2 separate regions of the Oryctolagus cuniculus genome follow, and region 2 is linked to region 1. Evidence: chromatin contacts called from public Micro-C data. All regions are on one chromosome and are shown on one strand. The core of a region is the stretch at or near the end of the contact, and the rest is flanking DNA. Distances in the headings are between cores, read along the strand shown. Region 1 holds the start of POC1A (POC1 centriolar protein A). Region 2 holds the start of PARP3 (poly(ADP-ribose) polymerase family member 3).

Region 1 (6,300 bases), core at 2,103-4,602:
ATAAATTTTAACATCTTAAAAAAACAAAAACCTCAAGGGAAAGGGGTCGCTGCTCAGGGCCCACTCCACAGGACAGACTCAAGAGGTGGCTGAGGCAGGCAGGCAGCAAAGGCTGGTGAGCGTGGCAAGCCCCTAACCTCACACTCCGGTGCACATGGAGGCCAGCACCCAGAGAGCCGGCAGGCGGAAGCACAGTGCAGGTATACACAAAGCACCCGCACCTTGGCCACGCTCTGCTCCCCGCACACCACGTTTCCCAGGTAGGAGCTCGGCCTGCACAGCTCGGAGCCTGGCTCCTGTCTGGGGTGAGATGCCTCCTCTTACCCAGTTGCTTCGTGTTGAGACTGAAGTCCACACAGGTAACTGCATCTCGGTGGCCCTTAAAATGCCTCTCCAGCGAGGGGTCCTCCTGGGGGAGAGCCAGGGTCTGTGTGAGAAGCCTAGGTGAGGAAGGGGCTTCCCTGGGGCCAAGACTCTTCCACAATAGTCAGGAGGGGTTAAAATGCTCAAGGTGTGACCTTGCAGACAGCTAAAAACCTTTAGAGTAACCAGTTCAGCAAGGCTGTAGGATACAAAATTAATACAGAAAAACCAACTGTATTTCTTTACATACACTAGCAATGAGTAATCCAAAAAATAAAACAATACCATCACGATACAAGAAAAACATTCAGCAGTAATTTAACAAGAAAAAGCACAAGCTTCATACAGTGAAAACTATAAAACATGGCCGAGGGGCCAGCACTGTGCTGCAAGAGATTAAGCTGTGGCCTACAGCACCGACAACCCATGTGGGCCCGGTTCCAGTCCTGGCGGCTCCACTTCTGACCCAGCTCTCTGCTAATGCGCCTGGGAGGGCAGAAGATGGCCAAAATAGTTAGGTCTCTATCACCCTCATGGGAGACTGGGATGGAGTTCCAGGCTCCTGGCTTTGGCCTGGACCAATCCCAGCCACTGTGGACATTTGGGGAGTGAACCACAGGATGGAAGATCTCTGTCACTCTGCCTGTCACATAAATACATAAATCAATCTTTAAGATCTTTTCACACACACACACACAAAAACCTATACACAAATGTTCACAGCAGCATCATTCATAGTAGCCCAGGTGCCCATCAGCAGGCGACTGAACCAATCAAACGTGGGACGGGATGGAATATCGCTCAGTCTCCAACAAGAGCCAGGCCCTGAGTGGGGCTCCGCCGTGTGAGCCTGAAAACACACCACTGAGTGAAAGGCACCAGACGCTAAGGCCCTGCTTCCACTCCATCTGTCGCAGCGGAATCTTCAGAGACAGAAAGGAGACTAGCGGTGGTCAGGAGCTGCGGAGAAGGGCTCGCGGGAAGGAAAGTGACGGCTGCGGAGCTCGGGGCTTCAGCAGCACACAGCGAGGACGGCGGGACGACACCGTGCGTGTACTCAAGCACGGCCTTGTATACTTTCAAGCCTGAGTTTTACGGCACATGGGTAGTAACTCAAGAAAGTCATTTTTTAAAAAAAGCCTAGAGGGGCCACACTGAGGTATAGTGGACCAAGCCTCCGCTTACAGCGCTGGCATCCCAAATGGGCGCCAGTTCGAGTCCTGGCTGTTCCTCTTCCAATCAGCTCCCTGCTTATGGCCTGGGAAAAGAGCAGAAGATGGCCCAACTGCTTGGGCCCCTGCATCCACGCGGGAGACCAGGAAAGCTCCTGGCTCCTGACTTTGAATCAGCACAGCTTCGGACATTGTAGCTGTCTGAGGAATGAATCAGAGGATGGAAGATCTCTCTCTCCGTCTCTCCCTCTCAAACAAATAACTAAATCTTTAAAAGAAAAAAAGAACGTTTAAAGACAGAAAATGAGCCTTTTAGCACCTCCCACCCCAAGAATTGGATCTTACACACTTGCACCTACTTGGACCAGCCAGGAAGCTCGAAGGTCAGTCCTGGACAGGCTGGGGGTGGTGGCACAATCTACCCACCATCAGAGAAATAAATAGGGCCTTGGGGGGACAACGGAGAGGCTATTCCAGGGACACTGCCAGCCAGCAGCGGCTTGTGTCTCAGCACCTGAAGGGTCAGACGTGCCCCCAGCCCAAGCATGAGAAACCTCTAAGAAGCACCTGGGGCGGTCCAGGGAGCCCAGCGGAAGACTCCTCTTGGGAAACAAAGTCCCTGACACAGAGCAAAGCCACCACGGCTCCACAGGGCTGAAGCACAAAGGCCCCAGGAGCCCTGTGCCCAGCCCCGCCCCCTGAAACACCTGGCATGAGTACCCTTTCAACAGCAGGGGGAGTGGCAGCGGGGGAAGGGCCTCCAACAACCACAGCGGCTCCATTCCGCCTCCTGCCCTCCCAGCGCCTCTCAGAACACGGGTAAGAGAGCTCACCCCTGGGCTCACAGGCAGAGCCAAGTTCATCGGCCCGTCAAGTCTCCCTCTGCAGCTGCCTGCCCGCCAGGCCTCCTCTCCCCCAAGGTGGTTTATATATGAGGTCGACGTAGTGAGAGCATCCGATTAGAGGTCAACCGGTCTGGATCCTACTCTGGGCCCTCTACCAAGTCCTTGGACGCCTAAAGGAGCTACAGGCTACTACCCAGCCAGAGGACAGGCCCATCTCAAGAACTCTCTCAGCAAGACCGGCTCTGGAGAGCTCCTCTATGGCCAAGGTCATATTGCAGGCCTGGGCCGTCCCACGCACCCCAAGGGCCAGCTGTCCACACCCGCGGAGGTGGAGAGCACCTTCAACAACACTCCATCCAGCCGCCCGGCTCCGGATCACACCGGAGTCGAGCCTCGCGAAGATGCAGACCCTGGAGGCAGGGATTCTGTTCGCTCCAGCAGCCCGGCACAGGGTCCCCGGTAGTGCCCACCCAGCGCCCCCGTAGAGACGGTAAACAGACTAGAGAAGATCGACTCGGAACCCGGTCCCCCTCTCGCAGTCGTCTCTCCCGCAGGCCAGGCTCCCAACAGCCTGGAGTGGAGACGAAGGACCGGGCGGTCGCTAGAGGGGACTCACCAGGCTGGGCGCGGCCATGGCAGGGCTGGCGCGGCCACCGGCGCCGGAGAAGCCGGAGGCGGAGTGAAGGCCGTTGCGGCCGGTTCAGTTTCCGCGCCCCCAACCGCCGCCAATAGCAACGCCGGGCGCGTCGCAGCGCCCCACCCACCGCAATTAAAGGGGAAGCTCCTCAGCTTCTTGGCCCCTGACGCAACTAGAACTGTAAAGCTGGAACCACGGCCTCGGAAACCAGGCCAGGAAACCCCCGGACGCTGCCAGCAAATGCCTCTGCCCGCCGCCACTCATTCCTCCTGAAAAGTTAAAAAGCCCAGGACGAGGGCTCTCCCCACCGGCCTGGCGCCCGGATGACGTAAGGGAGCGCAGTCTTCTGGGAAATGTAGTTCCAAAGCCGCGCCGCGCCCTCGTGTGTGGAGGAAGGTGGAAACACATTTCCCAAGATGCCGTGGGGGCGAGCGGGGTTTACTACTCAGAGCGCGGGCCGAAGGATCCCGGAAGTGGATGACTGGTGTGGGCCTGTGTCTGTGTGGCTTTAAAGCGCTTCTTGCCTCGCGGCCGGGTTTTCACGCGAGAAATTGCGATGCAATTACTCGCCCCTATGGAATTCTAAATGGCTCACTCCTCCGAACGTGAAGGACTCCTGTCATCCAAAAGAATGCGAATCACCGGAAATCGCAACTATAGGGTGGAGAGGTCTGAATTCAGTTCTCAGTTCTCGCCCCAGTTCCTTGTATGAGCTCAGGGGAAAACGCCTCTGCTGTGTAGGCCCGCCTTCCCTTTTGTAATCCGAGAGAGTGGTGCAGCCGGGCAAGCGGCCTTCACCCTGAAAAGCTGTTGTAAATTATACTTCTGGGGGCCGGTGCTGTAGCGGAGGGGGTACAGCCACCACCTGCGCCGCCAGGTTCCACCAGGTTCCGCCGGGTTCAGGTCTTGGCTGCTCCACTTCCGATCCAGCTCCCTGCTAATGGCCTGGGAAAGCAGTAGAAGATGGCCCAAGTGCTTGGGCCCCTGCACCCTCGTGGGAGACCTGGATACGGCTCCTGGCTCCTGGCTTTGGTCTGGCCCAGCCCTGACTGTTGTGGCCATTTGGGGAGTGAGACAGTGGATGAACAATCTCTCTCTCCCTCTCTCTCTCTCTCTCTCTCTCTCTCTCTCTCTCTCAACTCTGCCTTTCAGATAAATAAAATAAATCTTAAAAATAGATGAATAAATTACACTTTTAAAAGGAGACAGTCCCAGGACCTGGCCACCAGGGGTCGTCCTTTCTCGCCGAACTGTCTCTTGCTCTTTCCTCTGCCTCACGATGGACATATTCCCAATCTGCAATTGGCCTGAGCCGGATGTTTTGCAAGATTCAGGAATCTTCCATCATCTCTCCTGGCCAACTTGTCAAGACTCCAACACTGATTAGGATCTGGCCATGTTCTGAGGTTATCGCTACTGAAACCAAAGACTGTGTGTCCCTGGGTCTGCAATTCTGGGCAGGTTCAATAAACTCTGAAACCAATACATGAAGGGAGCTGGCATTCAGACCTGCAACAGCCAAAACAAGAAAGCAGATAACATTTAATCGCTTCTTTGTGATTTGGCATTGAACTCGTTCCTTTATGTTGGAGATTTAACTTAGACACTCAAATCCTTGAAACAAGCGTAGTTGTTCGCTCACACTGAAACTTCAATACTGTTAAGTTCTCAAGACTTCCCACCAACATCCACATTTTACTGGTTGTTCTGTTGCCTGCCAGCCAAACACTGGGGTGGGAGTGGGCATTACGGAATAAATGAAGATTGGCATGTATTGGGTGCAGCAGCTCTACTTCTGATCCAGCTTCCTGCCGATAATGTCTAGGAAGGCAGCAGAAGAGAGACCAACTACTTGGGCCACCGCCACTCACGTGGGAGACCTGGATGGAGTTCCTGGCTCCTGGCTTCAGCTTGACCCACACATAGCTGTGGCGGCCATTTGGAGAATGAGTCAGCACATGAAAAAAAAGCTCGCTCGCTTGCACGCTAGCTCTCTCTCTCCCTCTTTCCCTCCCTCTCCCTTTCTTTCTGTTGCTCTGCTTTTCAAGTAAATAATTCTTTTTATTAAACAAAAACAATAAATAAAAACAAAAACCTGACCATTAAACTAGAGAATTATTTTATTGTTGTTAGGTAGAGTTTCAGGTTTTAGCTATGGAATACCGCTGGCCTACAGAAGCTTGTACTGTAGAAAACTGAATTTATGGGTCCAGTGCTGTGGCTCAGTGGGTTAAAGCCCCAGTCTGCAGTGCCAGCATCCCATATGGGTGCCAGTTCGAGTCCTGACTGCTCCACTTCCCATCCAGCTCTCTGCTGTGGCCTGGGAAAGCAGTAGAGGATGACTCAAGTCCTTGGGCCCCTGCACCCGCGTGGGAGACCTGGAGGAAGCTCTAGGTTCCTGGCTTTGGACTGGCCCAGCTCCGGCCACTGTGGTCATTTGGGGGGCGAACCAGCGGATAGAAGACCTCTCTCTCTCTCTCTCTCTCTCTCTCTCTGCCTCTCTGTAACTCTGCCTTTCAAATAAACAAATAAATCTAAAAAGAAAAGAAAACTGAATTTAGAGAAACTATGTAAAATGCTTCTCAAATGCCAAGTTTGTAACTGGGAGATTTGTCAAGGGGCTGGAGAACTCTTCAAACTTCCCTACAGCAGGGAGGTCTGCGTCCTGGTACAAAGCCCACAGGCAAGTTCCCCTGCAAGAGCCTGTCAGGGGACCCAGCCCTGCGGTACAGAGGACTCAGCCTCTGGCTGCAGCACCGGCATCCCATGTGGGCGCTGGTTCAAGTCCTGGCTGCCCCACTTCCCATCCAGCTCTCTGCTATGGCCTGGGACAGCAGTAGGAAATGGCCCAAGTCCTTGAGCCCCTGTACCCATGTGGGAGACCCAGAAGAAGCTCCTGGCTCCTGGCTCCTGGCTCCTGGCATTGGATCGGCGTGGCTCGGTCATTGTGGCCATCTGGGAGTGAACCAGTGGATGGAAGATCTCTCTCTCTGCCTCTGCCTCTCTGTAACTCTACCTTTTTTCAAATAAATACAATAAAATTATTATAAATTATTATAAAATATTTTAAATGCAATAAAAATGCTTTAAAAATTGTCATCCTTTCACCACTCTCCAACCCATTTCCCAAGGCCACCCAAGGGTAGGACAGAGAAAGGAGCTGGAAAGACAGGGTTCACACCCGCTACCTAGCTCGGCCCAGCCTACACCTGGAAAGCCCCATGTGTCACCAGTCAGCCCTGCACCTGCCAGTGGCCTGCTCAGGCTTTCCCAGGGTCAGGCA
Region 2 (6,300 bases), core at 1,156-3,655, 170 kb before region 1:
GAAAAGAAAGAAAGAAAAAAAAAATACTAGAGGGGCCGTATTTAAAAATACTGGAGTGCCCTGGATGCTCCTCTTCCAATCCAGCTCCCTGCTATGGCCTGGGAAAGCAAGAGATGGCCCAAGTGCTTGGGTCCCTGCACCTGTTTGGGAGATCTGGAAGAAGCTCCTGGGTCCGGGCTTTGGATCAGCCCAATCCCAGCCCCTGCAGGGATTTAAAGAGTGAACCAGCAGATGGAAGACTTCTCTCTCTCCACATCTGCCTCTGCCTCTTGTAACTCTTTCAAATAAATAAACCTTTAAAAAATAAGAGGACTAATTAAAAAAAAAATACAAAGACACGCACGGGGGACAGGCATTGTGGCACAGTGGGTTAAGCGGCTGCCTGCAGTGCAGGCATCCCACATGGGCACCAACTGAGTCCCAGCTACTCCACTTCCCATCCAGATCCCTGTCAACATTCCTGGGAAAGTCCTTGGGCCCCTGCCAGCCACGTGCAGACCCGGATGGAGCTCCAGGCTCCTGGCTTTGGACTAGCCTAACCCTGGTCATTGTGGCCACTTGATGAGTGAGCCAGCAGGTGGACAGAAGATCTCTCTACTTCTCTCTCTGTAACTCTTCCTTTCAAACAAATAAATAAATCTTAGAAAGAAAAGCACAGTAAGCTTTCCTGGGAACACGTACTCAATTTCAGAAGCAGACTTTCTAAATCCCACTCAGCAGGAAGGCACCAGGAGCCCCTGGTGCGGCCGTCTGCAGCACCCGCAACACAGCAACCACCCCAACACCTGCGGAGGAGGGGGCTTCCAGCGCCTCCCTGCCTGGATTCTCCCACCGCCCTCTCCACACTCCCGTTCTGCCCCCAGGGTTTTCTCCAAGCCCAGAACAAGAGACTCCTCCTCCTCTCCCAGGCCCTACTTAAAAGTCCTTCCTCTGCTCCCAGAACACAAGGCGGGAAGACACTGGTCCCCTCTTCACCTGTCTGCTCAGCTCCATACCCCGAGCAGCGACGCCAGTGCCTGGCTTGTTAAGGGTCAAGACAGACGAGAAACTGTGAAACTGTGAAAAACACAATCAAGAACCACCGAGCACTCCCCGGGCCTGTCAGTCCAGCCCTGCACTGAACTCCCTGCCATGCATCGGGGAGGCGTCTCCCTGAGCCCTGGGGTCCTCTCCACAGGGACCCCTCAAAAAAGACGGCACTTCAGAGGGTCAGAAATCGGAGGCGCAGCTCTCCCTGGGCTCACTGAGTCTCCCGCACACCGCGGGCCTCAGTTTCCCCTTCCGCTCACCTCTCGCTCTCGGAGTCGCTGGAGATCTCCTCATTCATCTTGCCTCCACCTTTGGACTTGCCCCTGTCCCCCGCAGAGTCTGCCTGGGAATTACAGGACCCTTTCTTTGGTCTGCGGTCCCGAACACCCCGGCACTGACCAAGGGCGCCTCCGGTCCCTCTAACGGCCCGGGACTGGGGAAGGCGTTGCCTCCCGTCCCTGGTCAAGCGCCAGGGTTTCCAGGACTCGGGCCGATAAGGGAAGGACGAGGCTGATTCCGGCCAGGGTCCTGCGCGAAGGGCTGGGGAGGGGCCCGGGTTCGCGTCCCCCGGATGGGACGACTGCTGAGCTGTCCCGGTAGCCGGACGGACCGCAGCTCACCTTTCGGCGTCTTTTGCCGGGGCCAGCACCGGCTCCGCTCCCCAACGCAGACTTTCCCCGCTTCCGAGACGCCGCTGTTGCCGACATGCTGCCTGCCGTGTGTGTTCCAGCGCCCGCTAGAGAACTCACGTGGCAGCTAAGCCCCGGCCTCGCCGCAACACCCGGAGCCTTCATAGGCTTCCACTGTTCGGCAGGCCACGCCCCCCGCGGGGTCCATTGGGCCTTTTGGCCGCTTTGCCACGCCCCTGAGCGCCATTGGATATATCGCTGTGGCCACGCCTCCGAGAGAGCCTATAGCTTCCCGCTCCTGGCTTGAGTAGGAAGCACGCCTGTCCCCGGAGCTTCCGGCCTGAGGCCGGGGAGCATGCGCTCTTCAGCTGGCTGATTTCTCAAGAGGGGGTCGAACCAGAAGCGCTGTCTCTGCGTCCTCTGACCGCTTGGGGGCGCCAGAGATGCGGGATTCCGCGTTCTGGAGCGTGACTCCTCCCTGTTTGGGGTAAACTAATCCGGCGTTAAACTAGTGGGGATCCAAGCAGCCCTAGAGAGACAGTGCCCAAGGTCACTGGGCAGCCGGTGAACACGTGCCGCAGGTCCCAGGCCAGATGAGCAACGCCAAGGCTGCATCAGACCCGTGAGCCTTGGATGTGTCTAGATCAGTGTCCACCCATCTGCAGGAGAGGCCAGAGACCCGAGCCAGCCCCAGGCTCTGATTCATCCCCCTTGTGGCCAAATAGTTGGCATTCTACCCTCCGCCCAGTTCTTCCCCTCTTGTGACTGTTGGGAAGTCTCTGGCTGAGTCATGTCTCAGCTCCTCAAGGGCCACTTAGAAGTGTTCACAGACCTGTGACTGCCTGAGAGAGCCTGCAGCCACCTCCCCCTGTCCCTGCCTCTCTTAGGTGAGTGCCTTGTGGGCCTGCCCACAGGCCTGGGCAGGGCAGGGGTGGGCAGGGCAGGGGTGGAGTAGGACCTGCTTCTGCCCTGCGACAGTGCCAGGCCCCTGATCGAAACCCAAGAATTCTTGACTCCTCGGGTAAGAGGCTTCTGGACCACTGGTCCCAAGCTCTGGGGGACAGATCTGGCCTCAGGAGAGCTGCCCCCTAGAGGCGCTGCCCACCTCCCCACCCCTCCATAGCTCTGGTGAAAGCCCAGCTGGTGGCCAGGGGGAGGGGCAGCCGGTACCCAGACGGTGCTGTGATCCGGGAAGAACCAAGTGGGAGGGAGAGACTTTCACTTTCCCTTTGGCCTCAGGCGCTGTCGGGAAGCTGGGCGGGGGGGGGGGGGGGGGGGCAGCTGCCTCCCTGATGCTGACCAGAGTGGGTGGGCGGGACAGGGCCCTGAGCCTGCACTTGTGCCTGGGAAAGGGGCTATCTGAGGTGCAGAGGCTCGGATGGGATGGGCACAGTGAAGCAGAGAGGGAAGCGGTGGGGGCTCCAGGATGGGGCACGGTAGTGCCATGAGGCCAGGCACCGGGCGGCAGCCAGGGAGGCCTGAGGGTGCCTGCTGTGGCCCAGGACTGTCATATGGCTCCAAAGCGCAAGCCCCCGCCACAGCCTGCAGGCCCCCAGAAGAAGGGGCGCCCGGAGGCAGGCGAGGAAGACAGCTTCCGCTCCACCGCCGAGGCCCTCAGGGCCGCGCCCACAGAGAAGCGCGTGATCCGCGTGGACCCCACCTGTCCACTCCGCCACAACCCCGGGACCCAGGTGAGCCACAGTCCCAGACGCCAGGCTGCCACTTGCTCCCTCCTAAGCACAAACCCTCTCCCCGGGGGAGCCCAGTTCTGCCCTGTGGCTCAAGGCCCCTCAGGGAGCCCCAGAGCCAGGCCATGTCCCCCCGCCCCGAGGTCAGGGCTGTCCCCCATGGGTCCAGTAGGTCACGTGTGCCTGCAGAGCCCCGGCAGGCTCCCCAGGGCCCAGCCACATCCGTCCAGCACTCCCCCAACCCCCACGCCGGGCTTGAGCCTTGTCCTCAGGACTCTGTCCTCTCGGCCAGCACCATGCCCGCCCCATCCGGCCCTTCCTGGACAGACCCTTCTCTGACGCCCAGTGTGGCTGGTCCTTCTGTCCCCATCAGGGCCCACCAGCAGCCCCCACCCCCTCTCGCAGGTGCACGAGGACTACGATTGCACCCTGAACCAGACCAACATCGGGAGCAACAACAACAAGTTCTACATCATGCAGCTGCTGCAGGAGGACGCTGGCTTCGCCTGCTGGAACCGCTGGGGCCGCGTGGTGAGCCGGGGCCACCCCACCCCCACCCCCGCCTTCCTGCCCAGGTCCCCAGGAGGCCATAGCAGCTGCCTGTCCCTGCCTCCCCCTCCAGCCGTCCAGGGCGTGCGCAGCACCAGCCCTCAAGGCTGTCGGTTGCAGGGCGAGACGGACCAGTCGAAGATCAGCCACTTCGAAAGCCTGGCAGATGCCAAGAAGGACTTTGAGAAGAAGTTTCGGGAGAAGACCAAGAACCACTGGGCGGACCGGGACCGCTTTGTGGCCCACCCCGGCAAGTACACGCTCATCGAAGTGCAGGGAGAGGACGAGGCCCAGGAGGCCGTGGTGAAGGTGACGGCCGGGGAGGGCAGGGGGAGGGGCCTGGCTGGGCTCTGTCCCAGACCCGGCCGGTCTGTCCGAGGCCGTGCCCTGCTCCGAGTACGGCCCTGCCCTGCCGCTCCTGCCCACCATGTCCCTCTTCCCAGGTGGATGGAGGCCCAGCGAGGCCCGGGGCTAAGCAGGTGCAGCCCTGCTCCCTGGACCCCGCCACGCAGCAGCTCATCACCAACATCTTCAGCAAGGACATGTTCAAGGACAGCATGGCCCTCATGAACCTGGGTGAGGGGCCAGGGGCCGGGGGGGGGGGGTGGCCAGGGGCCGGGCGGGGCAGGACTGAGGGTCTCCACGCCCTGGCCCCTAGATGTGAAGAAGATGCCCCTGGGAAAGCTGAGCAAGCAGCAGATCGCGCGCGGCTTCGAGGCCTTGGAGGCCCTGGAGGCGGCCCTGAAGGACCCCGGGGACTGCGGCCGGAGCCTGGAGGAGCTGTCCTCCCACTTCTACACCGTCATCCCGCACAACTTCGGCCGTAGCCGGCCCCCTCCCATCAACTCACCGGAGCTGCTGCGGACCAAGAAGGACATGCTTCTGGTGAGGGCGTGGCAGGGGCCACGGGGCAGCAGGCCAGGGGGTGGGGGGACTGCGGGGAAGGCCTACCAGACAGATGGGGTGAGAGTGGCAGGGGCACACACGGGCGGGGTGGCCATGGTCCCAGGTGTGTGGGGGGAGAGGCCAGAGGTCAAGTGGGCAGGCCAGCTGCCAGTGCTCATGGTCCCAGGTGCTGGCAGACATCGAGCTGGCCCAGGCCCTGCAGGCAGCCCCCGAGGAGCGGAGGGTGGAGGAGGTGCCGCACCCGCTGGACCGCGACTACCAGCTTCTCCACTGCCAGCTGCAGCTGCTGGACCCCCAGGCACCAGAGTACCAGGTGTGCTGGGCTCACAGTGGGCACCGCCCCTCTGCCAGCGGCCCCCCTCTGGGCACCTTCTCTCTGTGTTTCCTGGGCCTGGGGGGAAGAGGCGGCTGATCCAGGAGCCACCCCCACACACACACCTGTACCCACTCCTAGCCTCCATCCTCCCCTTTCCCCACAGGTGATCCGCACCTACTTAGAGCAGACTGGCAGCCAGCACAGGTGCCCCACTCTTCAACACATCTGGAAAGTGAACCGAGAAGGGGAGGTGAGGCACAGTCCCCCCCGCCCCCCGCCAGTCACCCTGGCCCTTAGGGAGATAAGCTTAGCCTATCCGGCCCTTAGTGAGCTGCTCAGGGACTCAGAGCCCTTCCCAGCAGGCCGAGTGTGTGTGAGTGTGAGTGCGTGGCACCCAGGGGCCCTGCACCCTTGGATGGCGTGACTCCCACTTCCCACTCCTCCCTGCTCAGGGAGACAGGTTCCAGGCCCACTCCAAGCTGGGGAATCGGAGGCTGTTGTGGCATGGCACCAATGTGGCCGTGGTGGCCGCCATCCTCAGCAGCGGGCTCCGCATCATGCCACACTCCGGCGGCCGCGTGGGCAAAGGCATCTACTTCGCCTCGGAGAACAGCAAGTCGGCGAGCTATGGTGAGACACCTGCTTGGCCCAGCCTGGCCGGGCATGGGGGCACTAAGGGAGACCGGGCCTCATCCTTGCCCACTAGAAACCCCTGCAGATCGGGGGGAGGAGCCTTCGATGCCCAGCAGTCGTCCTGGGGCTTGGGGGCACCCAGCCTGCTGGTCAGGGAGGACTTTCTGGAGGAGGTGATCCAGGTAGGATGAGTGTGCCCAGCAGAACCAGGAGGCACTGGGAGAGGAGTTTCAAGGCAGTGGGGTGGATACAGAGGCGGGGAGACTGCAGCAGATGAGAACATGGCCAGGGGAGCTTGGACCATCCAGGGGGTCTTACCTAGAGCGCAGTGGAAGGCGCAGTTGGACTTGAAACCAGCAGGGTCCTGGTGGCTGCGTGGGGCAGAGGCCAGAGGCTGTAGGCAGGCCGGATGGAGCGAGCAGGGCACACCGTGGAGAGAGGCTCCGAACAAGGGATGGCTGGGGGTGGGAGAGCAGCAGTGAGGTAGCGGAAGGTCAGAGGTGTCTCCAGTGGCTTTTGAGTTTTTGGCTCAGCCCTGGCCACGCCCATC

The links. Hi-C and Micro-C count contacts between places; a contact is called where the count stands out from the background.
Region 2: a Micro-C map of ear pinna shows a contact between it and region 1, with 3 times the contacts expected there. The contact joins the promoter of PARP3 here to the promoter of POC1A in region 1. A contact is called at or near these places in 3 of 6 Hi-C or Micro-C datasets (ear pinna, psoas muscle and an unstated tissue).

Annotation. Positions count from the first base shown.
Region 1 is chr10:97,536,629-97,542,928 of mOryCun1.1, reverse strand. It overlaps POC1A (POC1 centriolar protein A), which reads right to left and starts at 3,352. Exons shown (of 11, transcript XM_051852358.2): 1 at 2,997-3,352; 2 at 325-409. The coding sequence starts at 3,014.
Region 2 is chr10:97,709,727-97,716,026 of mOryCun1.1, reverse strand. PARP3 (poly(ADP-ribose) polymerase family member 3) reads left to right here and starts at 2,405. Exons shown (of 11, transcript XM_008260744.4): 1 at 2,405-2,545; 2 at 3,161-3,349; 3 at 3,752-3,877; 4 at 4,016-4,204; 5 at 4,339-4,471; 6 at 4,554-4,780; 7 at 4,968-5,114; 8 at 5,281-5,367; 9 at 5,570-5,747. The coding sequence starts at 3,170. RRP9 (ribosomal RNA processing 9, U3 small nucleolar RNA binding protein) reads right to left here and starts at 1,868. Exons shown (of 15, transcript XM_002713229.5): 1 at 1,650-1,868; 2 at 1,290-1,372. The coding sequence starts at 1,823.